Regions from separate parts of the Mus musculus genome. Here all the other regions are linked to region 2. The links are chromatin contacts, called in public Hi-C and promoter capture Hi-C maps. All regions are on one chromosome and are shown on one strand. Each heading gives the region's core, a stretch centred on a gene start, on an enhancer-like site or on the middle of the called end of the contact. The rest is flanking DNA. Distances are from core to core; before and after follow the strand shown.

What was found. A called contact is a pair of places that touch in the nucleus more often than the background predicts. Capture Hi-C pulls out chosen DNA fragments and counts their contacts.
Region 1: a contact with region 2 is called in a Hi-C map of CD8 T cells, with 2.4 times the contacts expected there. The contact joins the enhancer-like site here to the promoter of Nptxr in region 2. A contact is called at or near these places in 11 of 39 promoter capture datasets (the 3T3-L1 cell line, 3T3-L1-derived adipocytes, the C10 cell line and 6 more), 5 of 484 Hi-C or Micro-C datasets (CD8 T cells, embryonic stem cells, mammary gland and 2 more), 4 of 115 datasets of contacts at active chromatin or transcription factors (CD8 T cells, embryonic stem cells and pancreatic cancer cells) and 4 of 9 other capture datasets (adipose tissue, embryonic stem cells, liver and 1 more).
Region 3: a promoter capture Hi-C map of adipose tissue shows a contact between it and region 2. The contact joins the promoter of Cbx7 here to the promoter of Nptxr in region 2. A contact is called at or near these places in 3 of 39 promoter capture datasets (the 3T3-L1 cell line, erythroid cells and hippocampal neurons), 1 of 15 datasets of contacts at CTCF or cohesin (large pre-B cells), 2 of 484 Hi-C or Micro-C datasets (embryonic stem cells and liver), 10 of 115 datasets of contacts at active chromatin or transcription factors (cardiomyocytes, craniofacial prominence, embryonic forebrain and 4 more) and 3 of 9 other capture datasets (adipose tissue, liver and pancreatic islet).

Annotation. Positions count from the first base shown.
Region 1 is chr15:79,727,349-79,732,039 of GRCm38.p6, forward strand. It overlaps Sun2 (Sad1 and UNC84 domain containing 2), which reads right to left. Exons shown (of 18, transcript NM_001205345.1): 9 at 2,742-2,996; 10 at 2,133-2,210; 11 at 1,685-1,728; 12 at 1,068-1,233; 13 at 515-736; 14 at 168-252. Among named protein-coding and RNA genes, the nearest start is that of Sun2, 13 kb to the right of the region's middle. Within about 2 kb of position 1,908, at least 39 of the 459 cell types and tissues checked have an H3K27ac peak or open chromatin away from gene starts, as enhancers often do. A contact at or near this core is called in 3T3-L1-derived adipocytes and CD8 T cells, where this site is marked.
Region 2 is chr15:79,803,064-79,807,630 of GRCm38.p6, forward strand. It overlaps Nptxr (neuronal pentraxin receptor), which reads right to left and starts at 1,646. Exons shown (of 5, transcript NM_030689.4): 1 at 912-1,646. The coding sequence starts at 1,520. All of the region lies in intron 5 of Npcd (neuronal pentraxin chromo domain), which reads right to left.
Region 3 is chr15:79,929,927-79,934,371 of GRCm38.p6, forward strand. It overlaps Cbx7 (chromobox 7), which reads right to left and starts at 2,720. Exons shown (of 7, transcript NM_144811.3): 1 at 2,522-2,720; 2 at 660-703. The coding sequence starts at 2,590.

The sequences.
Region 1 (4,691 bases), core at 658-3,157, 75 kb before region 2:
AGGGGTCCACTCTGGCTCATGGCTTCCCTCAGCCACCCTTGCCTTGGATGGGAGTCTAGTTTGTGCTGGTGTCAAGCCTTGTGTGCTTAGCACTGTGCTGCCTGGCAGACCTGGGGCCTCGCCAGTGTAAGGACCAGGATACGGTGAATTGGTGAAGGCACACACACCTCCTGATTCCAGGGCGTAATCCACCATTCCAATCCTGTCCTCACTGTAGCGCTGCAGGGCCTGCTTGACGATCCGGTGCACCTGCTAAAACATGCCCCAGGCAGACATGGGATGTGATTGGGGCATACCAGGTACTGCGTGCATATCCATGAACTGGCCCTGCTGAACTGGCACCAGTAGTACCCAAGCAGGCTTTGTTCATTCCACCACCCACACACACTGAGCCCAGAATCTACACCTGAACCTCCAGCCAGGAGGGTCTATCATGTCCTAACACACATGAAGAGCTGGCAGTGTGAGACTTCCAGGGGAGAGGCAGCGTGTTGGGGGAACAGTCATCCCTTACCTCCTCTGTCACCCCAACTATGCCTTCTTTCTGCAGTATCTGTCCCAGGGACGCTGCGGCCTCCCTGGCTGACTTGCCCTGCATCTCAGCCATCTTGGTAAGGATCTTGTTCTCCAGCTCCTGCAGCTGAGCGTGCATCTCATCTCTCTGCAGGAGCCCGCTGCGCGCACCCCTGTCTCCAAGAAGGAACTGCCTGATCCAGTCAGGGAACTGGGATTCCACCTACAGACAAAGGCAGTGTCACTCAGAAGCTTGCACTAATGGCAGGGGCAGCTATGACAGGGTGGGTGGGCTGTCACTGGAGGAGGAAGCAGAGCTGGAAGGGAAGGCTGGAGCCCCTGAGAGAGGTGTTAGAGGCTAGGAACTCTCCAGGGAACAGAGACTGGGATTGGAAAGCATTTTCCCCAAGAGCCTAGGCCTGCATCAGATCAGCCATGCATGCGCCTCTAGAACAACAGGCCAAAGACGCTGCTCCAGCTGACAGATGCCCCCTCCCAGGCAGGTGGTCTCAGAGGGGAGGTGATTAGTAGGGCTCTGGGTACTTCCCGCTCACATCAGCCCTGGCAGCCTGGATCTTCTGTGGCAGCAGGCCCACTTCATCTGCCACCGAGTTCTGCTTCAGAGTCAGGGCAGCCAGCTCCTGCCGCAGGCTGGCCAGCTGGGCTTCCAGCCGTCCCAGCTCCTTCACAGAGCTCTCCTGGAAGGCCTCCTGGGTCATGCTAGTTCCAGATGGAGGGAAGCAAGGTAAGGCCACACTGAGGAAGGATGAGGGACCCCTGACTGACTCCTGTCATAAGCTGGAAGCCCATCACTGTGTGTGAAGTGCCAGGGCTGCCCTTGGAGTCTGGCAGTAGAACACAGCCCAGGAGCTTGGGTTTGCCTGTCTCACAGCTAATTCTGACCTGATTCTCTGTAGGCTTGGACAGCACAGTTCACAATGCCACAGCCTGCCATGCCTTCACATCTAGGTCATAAGAGCAGAAGGCATACAGAAAAGACCAGCCCACAGGCTCCAGTTTCACTGCCGTGCCTGTCCCTGCCTCCCCAAGGCCTTACCAACCTGCCTTGTACCGTAGAGGCCATAGGCAGGATCCTAAGCTAAGTCTCAGTCAACCAGGCAGAACCCTAACGGGGTGGCAGAGCAGGCCATGGCCAGGTGGCTGCCATTACCTTTTCCATTCTGTCTTCAGCTGCTGGACTCGGGCTTCGGACTCCTAAGAGCAGCAAGAAAGGGCAAGAATAAGCCAAGATGAGTTCAGAGAAGTCTGAGAGTTCTACATGGGAGTGTTTGCTTAACCACGACCTTGAACGGGTGCCCCAGCGCTTTCAGCAAAGATCAAAGCAGGGGAAGTCCTGTGAGTCTCAGCCCTTATCAGACTCATTCCCACCTAGGTTATGTTCACTGAGCACAACACACTCAGCACAGACACCACCCTTGCACCATGCACATCCCGGGGTCACTGTGGACCGTCTGTCCAAGGCAAGTTCAGGCCCCAGAGAAGGCATGAGACTATCCCACCCCCCTCTACTCAACATCCCAGCAGTATCCATGGTAGAACCAAGGACAGATGTAATTGGGTGAGATCCCAGTGCAGGGCTGCATGCCTAGCCCACTGACCTGAGAGGCCTGGACGATCTTCTTGAAGAGATCTTCCGAGTCTTGGTGATGCTCTGCCCTCAGGGTAGCCAATTCTTCCTACCAGATATGAGGACTGGTTGTTTTGGGTGTTTTTTTTTTCTTCTTCTTCTTCTTGTTTTCTTTTGAGGCAGCATCTCTCTATATAGTTATGACTATCCCAGAACTCCCTCTGTAGACAAGGCTGGCCTTGAACTCAGAGATCTCCCTGCTTCTACCTAAGTGAAGTGTTGGGATTAAAGGTGTGCACCACCACACCAAGAGGGTTTGACAGCTGCCCTCGGAATACTTGTGACTAGACATGGTCTAACTGGGTTCCTTCTAGGGTTTTTTCCGGGAGTTTCAGCTCCTGGTCTTATCTACAAGGCTCTGAAATACAAGGAATACCACCTGTGCCTGACACGTCTCTCACCATGGAAGACGGATCATCTTCATCTTGACAGGGCACCTGGCAAATGGCCCTAAGTGACACACTACCATCTCCCCCGGGCCCCATGGGGCCTCCTACATCCCACATGACTGTCAGGGTTTTCTATGGCATTGCCTTTATGAAATGTGCCACCCCACCTCCAGGCAACAATGTTCTCCCACCTGGATATGAGCCACTGTGTCCCTGCGCAAGTCCTCCTTCAGGGTAGCCTCGCGGCGGCTCACCAACCCTTCTAGGAGAGACAGGGCATCTTCATGGCTCAGGCTACTGCCTCCTCCATGGCCAGCAGCCCCCTGCCGCAGCTCCAGGCGTTCCAGCCGTATGGCCTCCTTCTGCCAGTTGGAGGAAAAGTCTGCAGCAAGGGCTTCCAGACGCCGCTCCAGAGAGTGAACCCGGGAGAGAACGCGCTGCTCAGCCTGGTGGGCCGGAAAGACAGAGCATGGGCCCAGGGCAGCACACCACAGGCTTCCCGAGTATGCGCTGCTCAGCCTGGTGGGCCAGAGGAAAGACAGAGCATGGGCCCAGGGCAGCACACCACAGGCTTCCCGAGTATGCGCTGCTCAGCCTGGTGGGCCGGAAAGACAGAGCATGGGCCCAGGGCAGCACACCACAGGCTTCCCGAGTATGCGCTGCTCAGCCTGGTGGGCCAGAGGAAAGACAGAGCATGGGCCCAGGGCAGCACACCACAGGCTTCCCGAGTATGTGCTGCTCAGCCTGGTGGGCCAGAGGAAAGACAGAGCATGGGCCCAGGGCAGCACACCACAGGCTTCCCGAGTATGCGCTGCTCAGCCTGGTGGGCCGGAGGAAAGACAGAGCATGGGCCCAGGGCAGCACACCACAGGCTTCCAGAGTATGCGCTGCTCAGCCTGGTGGGCCAGAGGAAAGACAGAGCATGGGCCCAGGGCAGCACACCACAGGCTTCCCGAGTATGCGCTGCTCAGCCTGGTGGGCCAGAGGAAAGACAGAGCATGGGCCCAGGGCAGCACACCACAGGCTTCCCGAGTATGCGCTGCTCAGCCTGGTGGGCCGGAGGAAAGACAGAGCATGGGCCCAGGGCAGCACACCACAGGCTTCCCGAGTATGCGATGCTCAGCCTGGTGGGCCAGAGGAAAGACAGAGCATGGGCCCAGGGCAGCACACCACAGGCTTCCCGAGTATGGCCACTGGAACAGCTGGGATAGGGCAGCTGGGCATAGTGACACAGGCTGTTAATCCCAGCACTCGGGAGGCAGAGCAAGTGGGTCTTTATGAGTTCAAGGCCAGCCTGTTCTACAGAGGGAGTTCCAGGACAGCCAGTGGTAGTGAAAGTCTCTCTAGGGAAACACAAACAGGGCAAAACCAGCTGGGACATGGCTGGTAGCTGCAGCATCTGGCAGGAGATCCTGGGCATGCATTGCAGGAGGGCTCCCCCACCTCCAGCCCCCCTCAACATGTTGTCACCATCAGATCCCCACGTGGAGGGAAACACAGCTGGGAGAGGGAGTGTGAGCACAGGGACTGGCCAGGAAAATGTTGTGAATCTGTAGGATGGTCACAGGGGCCCAGCTAGGAAGCCCCCCCATGAGCTGTATAAGGTGGGGGAGGCAGCTTTTGGCTTTCACCTGCTTTTCTCTTCCATAGATAATTATACCAAAGAGGAAACGGTTTAAAAGGTTTGCATTTTCCTCATTTAAACGAATGCCCTAGAGAAGCTGTAGTAACAGCCATTCAGAGCTAACGAACGGTGCACCTGATAGTATGTCATGAATATGAGGACAACTGTTGGCCAAACAACAAAATCTTTGCCAAGGGAAATTACAAAACACAATCTACCAACTGTCCTTTAAAGGGCAAAGGACTTTGGGGCAGAGGTCTTGGGTTGTAGGCATTCTCTTTTAAACATGCTTGCACAACTCCCAAGGCAGCAAGCACAGGCTCCCATTCCCAGCCCGCCCAGCCCGCCCCACCATCACATCTCCAAGCAGCGTCTTCACTGAGTCTGCCCACAAGCAGATCCTGGCTGTGCTCTGCTGGCCTTGCTTCCCCTTGTCACATGAAAGGTGGCCCAGGACTGAATTGCCCCCATCTCTTCAGGAGTCAGTTTTAAAAGGAATTTGCAGATGACAGAATAT
Region 2 (4,567 bases), core at 396-2,895:
AGCAGCTGACTTCATGGTGGTCTGCTGGGATGGAGCCTACAACCTTCCCACAGGTATCTCCTCAGCTTGAACTTGGAGCCCTATACATGCTCTCTCTGCCCATTTAATTTGTCCATGCTTTCACTTCACCCTTGCCTTGCCCAGCTACAGCCTGGGGGAGGAGGCTGGGGCCACAGCATCAGCCCTATCTCGCCCCTCCTTCGAGGATTTATTCCGTGTCTGGAAATCAGTCCATGTCTGGGAATGGCCAAGGCTTTCCTGTCTGTTTGTCCTGCTCAATCTATCTTATCTATTTGTCCCCAGACTGGGAATTTGTAACAGAGAGGAAAGGGACCATAGGCATAATCAGTCAATGCCTTAGCATCACACACAAACCCGAGAAGGGTCCCTACTCCCCGGGGACTCCTTGTATCTGACCTGGAAAAGGAGGCGGAGGGAGCTAAGTACACCCCTATTGAGGAGTCATCCGCTGATTTACCCCAAGAGTTCAGAGCTTCAGGTACATAAAGCTGGGCGTGGCCCGGGGATGAGAGGTGATGCAGGCGTGCAGGTTGGTGCTAATGAGGCACTCTTGGGCTTGCCAAGACAGCTAACGGTACTCCTAAAGGTAGTGAGTACGGGGTGGGAGCTGCTCTAGGTTCCCGAGGAGAGCATCTAAGGAGACCATGTGCCAAACATCCCCACACCTGCATCTCAATCAATTTTCACTACAAGTGGACGCCGTTCTCCCATTCTCGTGCCCCGATCACCGTGCCAGGTTCCCACCGGCGATTCGGACCAGAACACTTCCATGGTGCCTGCCAGGGGCATGCTTCAGGTGACCCGACCGCAGCTCCAGGGACCCGGGACCCCCGCGCCGCAGGCTGAGCAGGGCCCCTCCACCCCGTGTCCCCCGACGGCGCACCACTCACCTCGATGCGCTCGATGCGGTCTCGCAGCGCGCGCACCGCGTCCTCCAGCTCCAGCAGCAGCGCAGGTGAGTCCCAGGCGCCGTCGGCCATGGTGTCGCGGCGGGGCCCGGCGTCCTGGAGGCCGCGCGGCAGGCCGCTCTCACAGCGGCCCAGCTTGCCGGTGAGCTCGCGGATGGTGTCCCGGTCTGCGCGGATGCGCGCCTCCTGCTGCAGCGCCGTCTGGCGCAGCTGCTCCGCGGTGCTCTGCAGCAGCAACAGCTCTGCGCGCTCGCCTGCCGCGTCCCCCTGCTCGGCCCCCGACGGGCAGGCGGCGGCCAGCGGCGTACAGAGGAAGCGACTGAGCAGCGGCACGGGCGGCGGCGGGAAGACGCTGGCCGCGGGCTCCCCGGGCAACACCGAGGGCCCGGCCGAGCCGCCTGCGCTGTGCAGGGCGCTCAGGCTGCGCTGCGGACCCGAGCCACCGGCGGCCGAGGCGGCCGAGGCGTTGTCGGTGCCGCCGGGCAGCGCGCGAGCGGGGCTGGCCGCCAGGGGCACGCTGGCGATGATGCAGATGACGGCACCGAGGAACGCCAGCATGCCCGCGGCCAGCAGCACGGCCAGGAACTTCAGCGTGAGGCGCGGAGGGGGCGCGCGAGGCCCCCGGCAGGCGCGGCGGCGGGGGTCGGGGCGCAGGGCCCGGGAGCGCGGGAGCCGGAACGGGAGCCGGAGTGGGAGCCGGAGCTGTCGCCGCGGCCGCTACTGCCGCCGCTCTGAGCCCGCGCGGCGGGAGGAGGAGGAGAAGGCGGGCGCGGCGGCCCCGCCCCACTCGCTCCCCCGGGGCCGGCCGAAGCCCAGCCCCGCACCCGTTCCGTGCCGGGAGCCCGACTGCGTGCGCCACGCCCAGGGCTTCATCTCACTCAGAAGGAGGTGACTGGATGGCTACGTGGCGGCTGGGTTCTAAGGCGACCCTGCGTCCTGGCCTCTGGTCCTCTCCGGGTCCTCCCGCCCCCCGGAATGCCCATAGCTGTGTCCCTGCGGGGCTCTGGCCTCAGCACGCTGCAGCCTCGGTTGCAGTTAACACCAGTCTGAACACGTTCAAGATACAAATGAGGAAACTGAGGGCCCTGGGCTCAGCGTGATGCCGGCTCCGTTGTAGTTAAGCCTCAGCCTGAACATGCTCCTGATAACAAAGAGGAAACTGAGACCCTCTGAAACTGAGGCCAAGTGGCAGCCCAAGGTCACAGCTAGAATGCATTTGAAGCAGCATTGAGGTGAGCCACATCTGCCTGGACAGGACTACTAAGGTGAAAGCTAGCGATCAAAGAGACAGCAGTCGAGGGTGAGGAGGCCTAATCTGTTTCTGCTGTGGTCACCTGAGTGTCACCTGCTACCTCCTCTTTCCAGAAGAGCAGGTTCGCTCTGCTCCAAGCACCCCATCTGAGCCCTTAGGTCTGCAAGCATCAAAGTTGCCAGAGGATAATCCCCTAGCTCGCTGCAGCCTCTGTCAGAATGGCAGGTGGGATGCAAGCTGGTGGGCGCCAAGACCAGGCAGGAGTGGGCTATGTGTGTAGGTTTTACTTTATCGTGCCTAAAATGCCTCTATATATATTCTGTTGAAAATTAACTTTGCAATGAAAAACGTTAAAAATCTTCCCACCCTTTCCAGTCCGGCTTCAGCCCTGCTGTTCTGCAGGCTGTCTCTGCCTGGGATGGATTCCTGAGCTGGAAGAACCCCTGGAGGCCATGAAGGTTCACGCTGCAGCCTGGTAATGGCTCACTAAGTCCTGAGCCAAGTCTTGACCATCTCAAAAGTCTCTGACTCCCCACAGCTACCAACGTGGACATGACTGGGGACCAGGACCTTTCTGAGGAGGCAGCAACCTCCAGAATCCTGGGGGACCTTGCCTGGTCACTGGCACCCCATTGGAGGTCCATGAGCATCCGTTCTGACTCCCTTCATTTTCCAGGCTGGGGGTTATGTCACCTCTGCTCACCCACACCCTAGAGTCAGGGATTGTTGTCCAGATATGCTAGTGAGAGGCACAATGCGGGCTCTGCTCATCATGAGCACCCAGAGCTGCGTTGATGACAATTAATAACCTGAGACCCCAGCCCAGGCAGCACGGCTCAGAGGAAGCATCCACAACTGGAGATCTAGCCTCAGATCTTTGGAGGCAATGACAGGCATTGGGCCCCCTACAGCCTTAGGGGTAGAGACGATATCAGCACCCCAGCTGATTCTAGTATGTCCATGAAGACAGACACGCAGACAAAAATCCCGATGGAAAATGTTCTTCAAGGGCCAGGAATGCCAGGAGAGGCCAAGAGGAAGTCACTCCCAGTAGCAGAACAGTCAAAGGTAATTTGAGTGTCGTCAGCCACCCTGGGAGTTCCGAGGCAGCTGAGTGGACAAGTGCAGGGGCTGGAGGTGGATCTTGTTTAAACTAGTCTATTAATTGCTTGGCATGACTATTAAGCCAATGGTATTAATAAGTCACACACACCCTGCTTAAACACCTGCGGCCGGCACCCCATCTCCTGTTGGCAACTATCTTTACAGGGATATCTACATGGTAACAACTTTGGAAAACATTGTATTGTCCTCTGAGGAGAGAACAGGTTTGCTTGCTGATCAGAGTACAGTTCACATCTCTGGGACCACAGTGGGGTGGGTCAGCTGATAGACCATCAAAAGAAGACCGAGGCTGTCTCAGCTCACGGTGTATTGGCTGTACTGCAGACCTACAGTGTGTGTCTAAGTTCCTATATAATTCCATGAAGGCACTGGGGGCTATTGTCTACATGCAGTAAATGCTGCCTGTTTTGATGTGAATAAAGTCTCTCTCTGCCTCCCCACTCCCATCCCCCTTGTCCCCCACCACCACTTCTATCCCCACCCCCGTCCCCAGAGGGGAGATTCTTGACTTTTCTCCAGCATCTGTGAAACCTGCTGACTTGCTGGTTTGTTTTTGTTTGTTTTTGAGACAAGGTCTTTCTATGTAGCCCTTGGAGGCTTGGAACTCTGTCTCAAGTTCCTCAAGAGACCAGGTTGGCCTCAAACTCATAGATATCCCTCTGCCTCAGCTTCAGAGAGCTTGGATTAAAGGTGTGCACTGTTGCACTTTGCCCTAATTTGCCAGTTAGCAGGTGAGGTGGATCTCAGGCCTTTCTTGACACCTTCTGTGTCCCCCCCTCTATAAAATGAGGAATGTGAGAGTATACAAAATATAAAATGAGAGTACACAAAAAAATTTCTCTCTGGACTGGGGAGTGCTCAGCTGGCAGAGTGCCTGGCTAGCAGGCATGAAGCCCAGGTATCACATAAACCAGGAAGTGGTACATGTCTGTAATCACAGCGTTTGGGAGGTAGAGACAGGAGGATCAAGAGTGCCAGGTTATCCTGGGCTTCATGAGACCCTGTTGAAAGACAGGGGTGTGGGGACAGGGAGATACAGAGTCACAGAGACAGAGACATGTACACACAGAGAGAGAGACAAACAGAGAAAGACACACAGAAACACACAGAGACAGGCACACACAAACATACACAGAGGAGAGAGACAGAGACAGAGAGACAGAGAGAGACAGAGAGAATTGGTAATCTGAGCATAATTTGGTTCTCCATCCTTGTGCCCGCTGCCTGCAGCGATCTCAGACTGTGAATTCTCCAGGCACGG
Region 3 (4,445 bases), core at 1,470-3,969, 130 kb after region 2:
CAGCAACTCTCTGCTGGGAGGTGACTGGTTAGCGAGAGACTCCTGGTTAGGTCTCAGCACCAGAGGCCCACCGGCTGTGCTGTGTATCAAACCTAGCTCTCTAGCCCACAACATTAGGAGAGAATACTGGAAATTCAGAGAAGCCTGGAAATGAGCAGGCTCTGCTCTGCCTCCCCTGGCTGTGTGACCCAAGGAAAGTTGCTCATTGTCTTTGACTCTGTCTCTTCACCTGAAAAGCTCAGAATCAGAGCTACTTAAAAATAAAATAAAATTAAAAAAAAAAAAAAGATAACTTACTTGGTAGGCAAGGGAGCACCATCCAAACCCAAGATGACCCAGGCTCTGCCTTTCCCTACCCTGAATGCAGTGAGGACTGGGGAGCCACTGCCCAAGGTTCCCCTCTCACCTAGCACTGAACCTGCCCCACATGGGGACCTCTTCCCCTTGGCTTGCAGCCATTTCCGAAGCCAAGATGCTAGGGCCTTTGCTTCATGGCCAGCAAGGGAGCAGGATGAGGGGATAAGGAGGCCACCCCTTACCAGGGGGGAATTAAGGCCTAGAAAAGCTGGTGATTGAGGAATGCTTGCTAAAAAAGCAACAGGAGCTAGGGCCAGCCTGGTGAGAGGATGACAGACAGGGGACACACAAAGGACTCTTACTTGGGGGGCCATCCTTTCCACTTCACCAGATATTCAACTTTGCCCTGTGAAAAAAAGAAAGGAGATAGGGTGAGACATACATACTCTACCACCACCTGCGGGACAATAGGACCCTCTGCCACAACACAGTATCACCAACCTGTGAACCTCAAGATTGTCAACCTGGAGTCAATACCCCCCAAAACTCTGGCTACCATGCGACATCCCTACAGGCCTCCTTGCTGCCCCACGGGAGTATTATCTGGTCCCAGACATCCCTGGAATCCTAGAGAAACTGAGACCACATGGGACTGTGCATGTAGAGCCTTGTGCGGTGGCTGAAGGACCACCATGCCAGGACCATGATTCCTCACTTTCAAAAAAAAAAAAAAAAAGCCTCAGGTAGAGGCAGCCCAGCAGGCCCTCCACTTGTTAGAAATTGGAGCCTCAAGGGAAAGGGGTCTCTAAGTGTCTCATCCAGCACCATGCACTGGATGAAATATCAACATGGGAGAGCTTTGAGTTCCTCTTCTCTGATCCACCTTGCCAAAGAGTCCCCCCCAGCACCACGCAGTGGACAGCTCTTTATGAAAAGCCTTTGTCCACCAAAGGCATCCACCTTTCCTTTCTCCTGCATCCTTCGTTCATCCTGCATCCTTGTCCTCTGCCAGAAAGCCAGTTCTGAGAGAGAAAAGGGAGCCTTGAGCTCTAGAGTACACTGCCGCCTCGGTAGAGATTTGGGAGTGCTGAGTTGAGCGAATGAGTCCCCTGTCTGACCCACCTCTCTGTTCCTTGTTAGAGGAGATGATGTCTATACCCGCTTCAGTCTAGTACCGAGAAACAGCAAGGAAAGAAAGCAGCCCTAATCAATAGATCGCCAAGCTCCAAGCCACCTACCTTGGGCCCACCGGAACCCGTGCTGAGGATGCTACAGCAGACACTCTCATGCCTGCACTTAAGCCAAATGGAAAAAAGGTGGCTTCAGGAGCCTCCGAAACAGATGGCAAGGAGAAAAGGAGAGGGGACCCTCCCTTAGATCCAGGACAGGAACTCTTTTCATTGCATATGGCCAGCTCCAAGTTCACTCTGGGAAGAGCCCATCAGCAAGCACGTGCACAAAGATCGCAGACTTGAGGTCTGGACAGGAAACTGCAGGTTGAGGTGTGCGGCCCTAAGCGCGGCAAAACCACCTCCTTAAATCTCAGGGTGTGTGTGTGTGTGTGTGTGTGTGTGTGTGTGTGTGTGTGTGTGTGTGTGTGTGTGTGTAAGTGTAAGGCCTTGGCAGAGGTGGGAGGAGCTTTGAGGATGTCCCAACAACAGTGGCCCAGGCTTCAGGGCAGCAGCACCCGGCTGGAAGGTTGGGGGAGGGGAGGAATGGGAGCGGAGAAGAAAGGTGTGCCCTGGGGGGTTGGGATCGGGAAGGTCAAAGTCCAATAAGAAAACTTCAGAGGCCACAGGAGACTTTCCTAAAGCTCTGCGGCCAACTTCAAAGGACTTGGTACTAAATATCCAGAGAGCCGAGTTCGAGACTCACTTTGACTCTAACGCACTGGCAAGTTGCTTCATCAACTTGAGCTTTAGTCTCCTCGAAAGTGAGCGTAAAGGGAACGAGACGGAATAGAACTCAGGATCTCTAGTCCTATCTTCATCTCCATCCCAGGTGGCCTCGGATGCACCAACATCCGAGGGCAACAACTTTAACTCTACTGGCCCTACATAGTGGTGGGGAAAGTGAGGAACAGGATGTGGAGACCCGCCAGGCAGCCCAGGGTCCCCAGGTCACCCCTGCACCACTTTCTGCTCTGCCCAACCTGGAGTGGGCGGTGCTGAGGAGCGGGAGGCAACCTCGCCCTGTCCCGGGAGCCGCCCCCGAGCAGCCTCACCTTCCGCACGCGCTTCTTCCGGATGCTCTCCACCGCAAACACCTGCTCGCCTATGGCTGACAGCTCCATGCGGGGCGGCGGGCGAGTGGGCCCAGGACCGGACCGGGCTGGGCCGGGGGTGGAGCTGCGGGGCCGCGGCGGCTGCGCGCGATGCTCGGGACGGCGGGGACCCCGTCAGGCTCGTCCGGGCGCGCACGCGCACGCGCGCACACCCCCTAGTGTTCCCTCACGCCGCCGACGTTCCATTTTTGAACCTGCGCAACGTTTTCCCCAGCGCCAGAGAGCGGGTGCGCGCGCGCGTGCCTCTGAAAGCGCCCAGAGGGTCAGCTCCGCCCCCTCGCTGCCGGAGCCACGCCCTACTCCTTAACCCCGCCTGCTGACCAAATTGGGCAGCTGGCAGCAGGTCTGATGCTCCTGGCAGTCTAAGGTCCATCCCATCTCTCAGTTCGGCTTCTGGGCTGGACGTGATCAGTCTTCCCAAGTCCCCCTAAAGACTGAGAAGGTCCGAAATGAAGTGGCCTTAAAGCCGAGATTAGCAAGCAAGTAATCTCAGTATTTAGACAGCTGAGGCAGGAAGATCAGGAGTTCAAGGCCAACCTTAGCTATGTAAGACCCTGTCACAAATAAATACATTGAAACAAGGATTGGAGAGATAGCACTTCTGCTCTTTCAGAGGACCTGGGTTGGTTCCCACCTCCAACATTATGGTTCACAACTGTGGCTCCATGGAATTCCATACTATCCTCTGATGTACTCATACACAGTGTGCACATACGTACACGCAGGCTAACAACCACTCATACACATAAGTATTTATTCAGAAATAAGACAAAACCTTTAAAGTTGGAGGTAGTACTTTATGCCTTTAATCCCAGCACTCGGGAGGTAGAGCCAGGCATATCATTATGAGTTCGAGGCCACTTTGTTCAAAACAGTGAATTTTAGGACAGCCAGTTTCCTTTCCTACAAAGGAGACAAGGTCCGGCCGGGTCCGCGCGGCAGGAGGGACAGACAGCAAAGCTTTCCACCCGGAGTACGTAGTCTAAGCAGGCCTGAACAGGTGCCTCTGAGTCCCCCGCTCCAAGCACGCTTCCACCCATCAACCCAAACCAGTCTTAGTAGGTGATGCGAAAACGCACCGCGAGCGCCCTTCCCTGAGGGACCAGGCTAGGCGCTGCTAACACCTCGTCGCAGGTGGAGACCCACTTTTGCCGTCTGCAGATCCCACAACAGCCTGGACTCCAGTGGTTTTTCCACCTCGCCCTTGGTTTGCTGACCGTTTGCCTCAACTAAATGTGGAAGGAAAAAAGTCCTCACCCCGGAGCCAGCACCAAGCCTTTTCAGTTTTCGGCATTGTTGAGGACAGGTCCGAGTCGTCCCCAACTCCTCCCATTTCCTCCTAATTCCTGCTGTTCTGACCTTCTGGAGGAGACTCAGGGCTTCCCCCTCAACATCACCACCCCCCACAGCCTGGATTCTTAGCAACAATCCCCTCCCCCACGGGGCCCAGTGATCGCAGTGCGCTTTCTACCACCAGACCCGACCGAGTCACTCAGTGCTTAGAAGCATTCTGGGGTTCCCTATTCTTAGAATAAACTCTAAGCACCTATGTCTGGCGAAGAAAAAAAAGAGAAAAAGAATGTTACATTGGCACCTGAGCTTTTTTTTTTTTTTTTTCAAATCAAGTGCAAAGGAAGCCAGAAGGCAGGGGATGACATGTCCCTGTCCCCAGAGAAAATTACCACCATCCGAGAACTATAATATTCCATGGAAACATCTACTAAGAACAAATGTACAATGAAGATATTTACGAATACAGACCCTAGAAATTCCCCTATCCCTAAGGGGAATTCCAACCCAAGAACAAGACAAGCAGGGCTCAGGGAAGTCTGGGGGTGGGGCGGAGGACAGAGGGGTCTGAGGT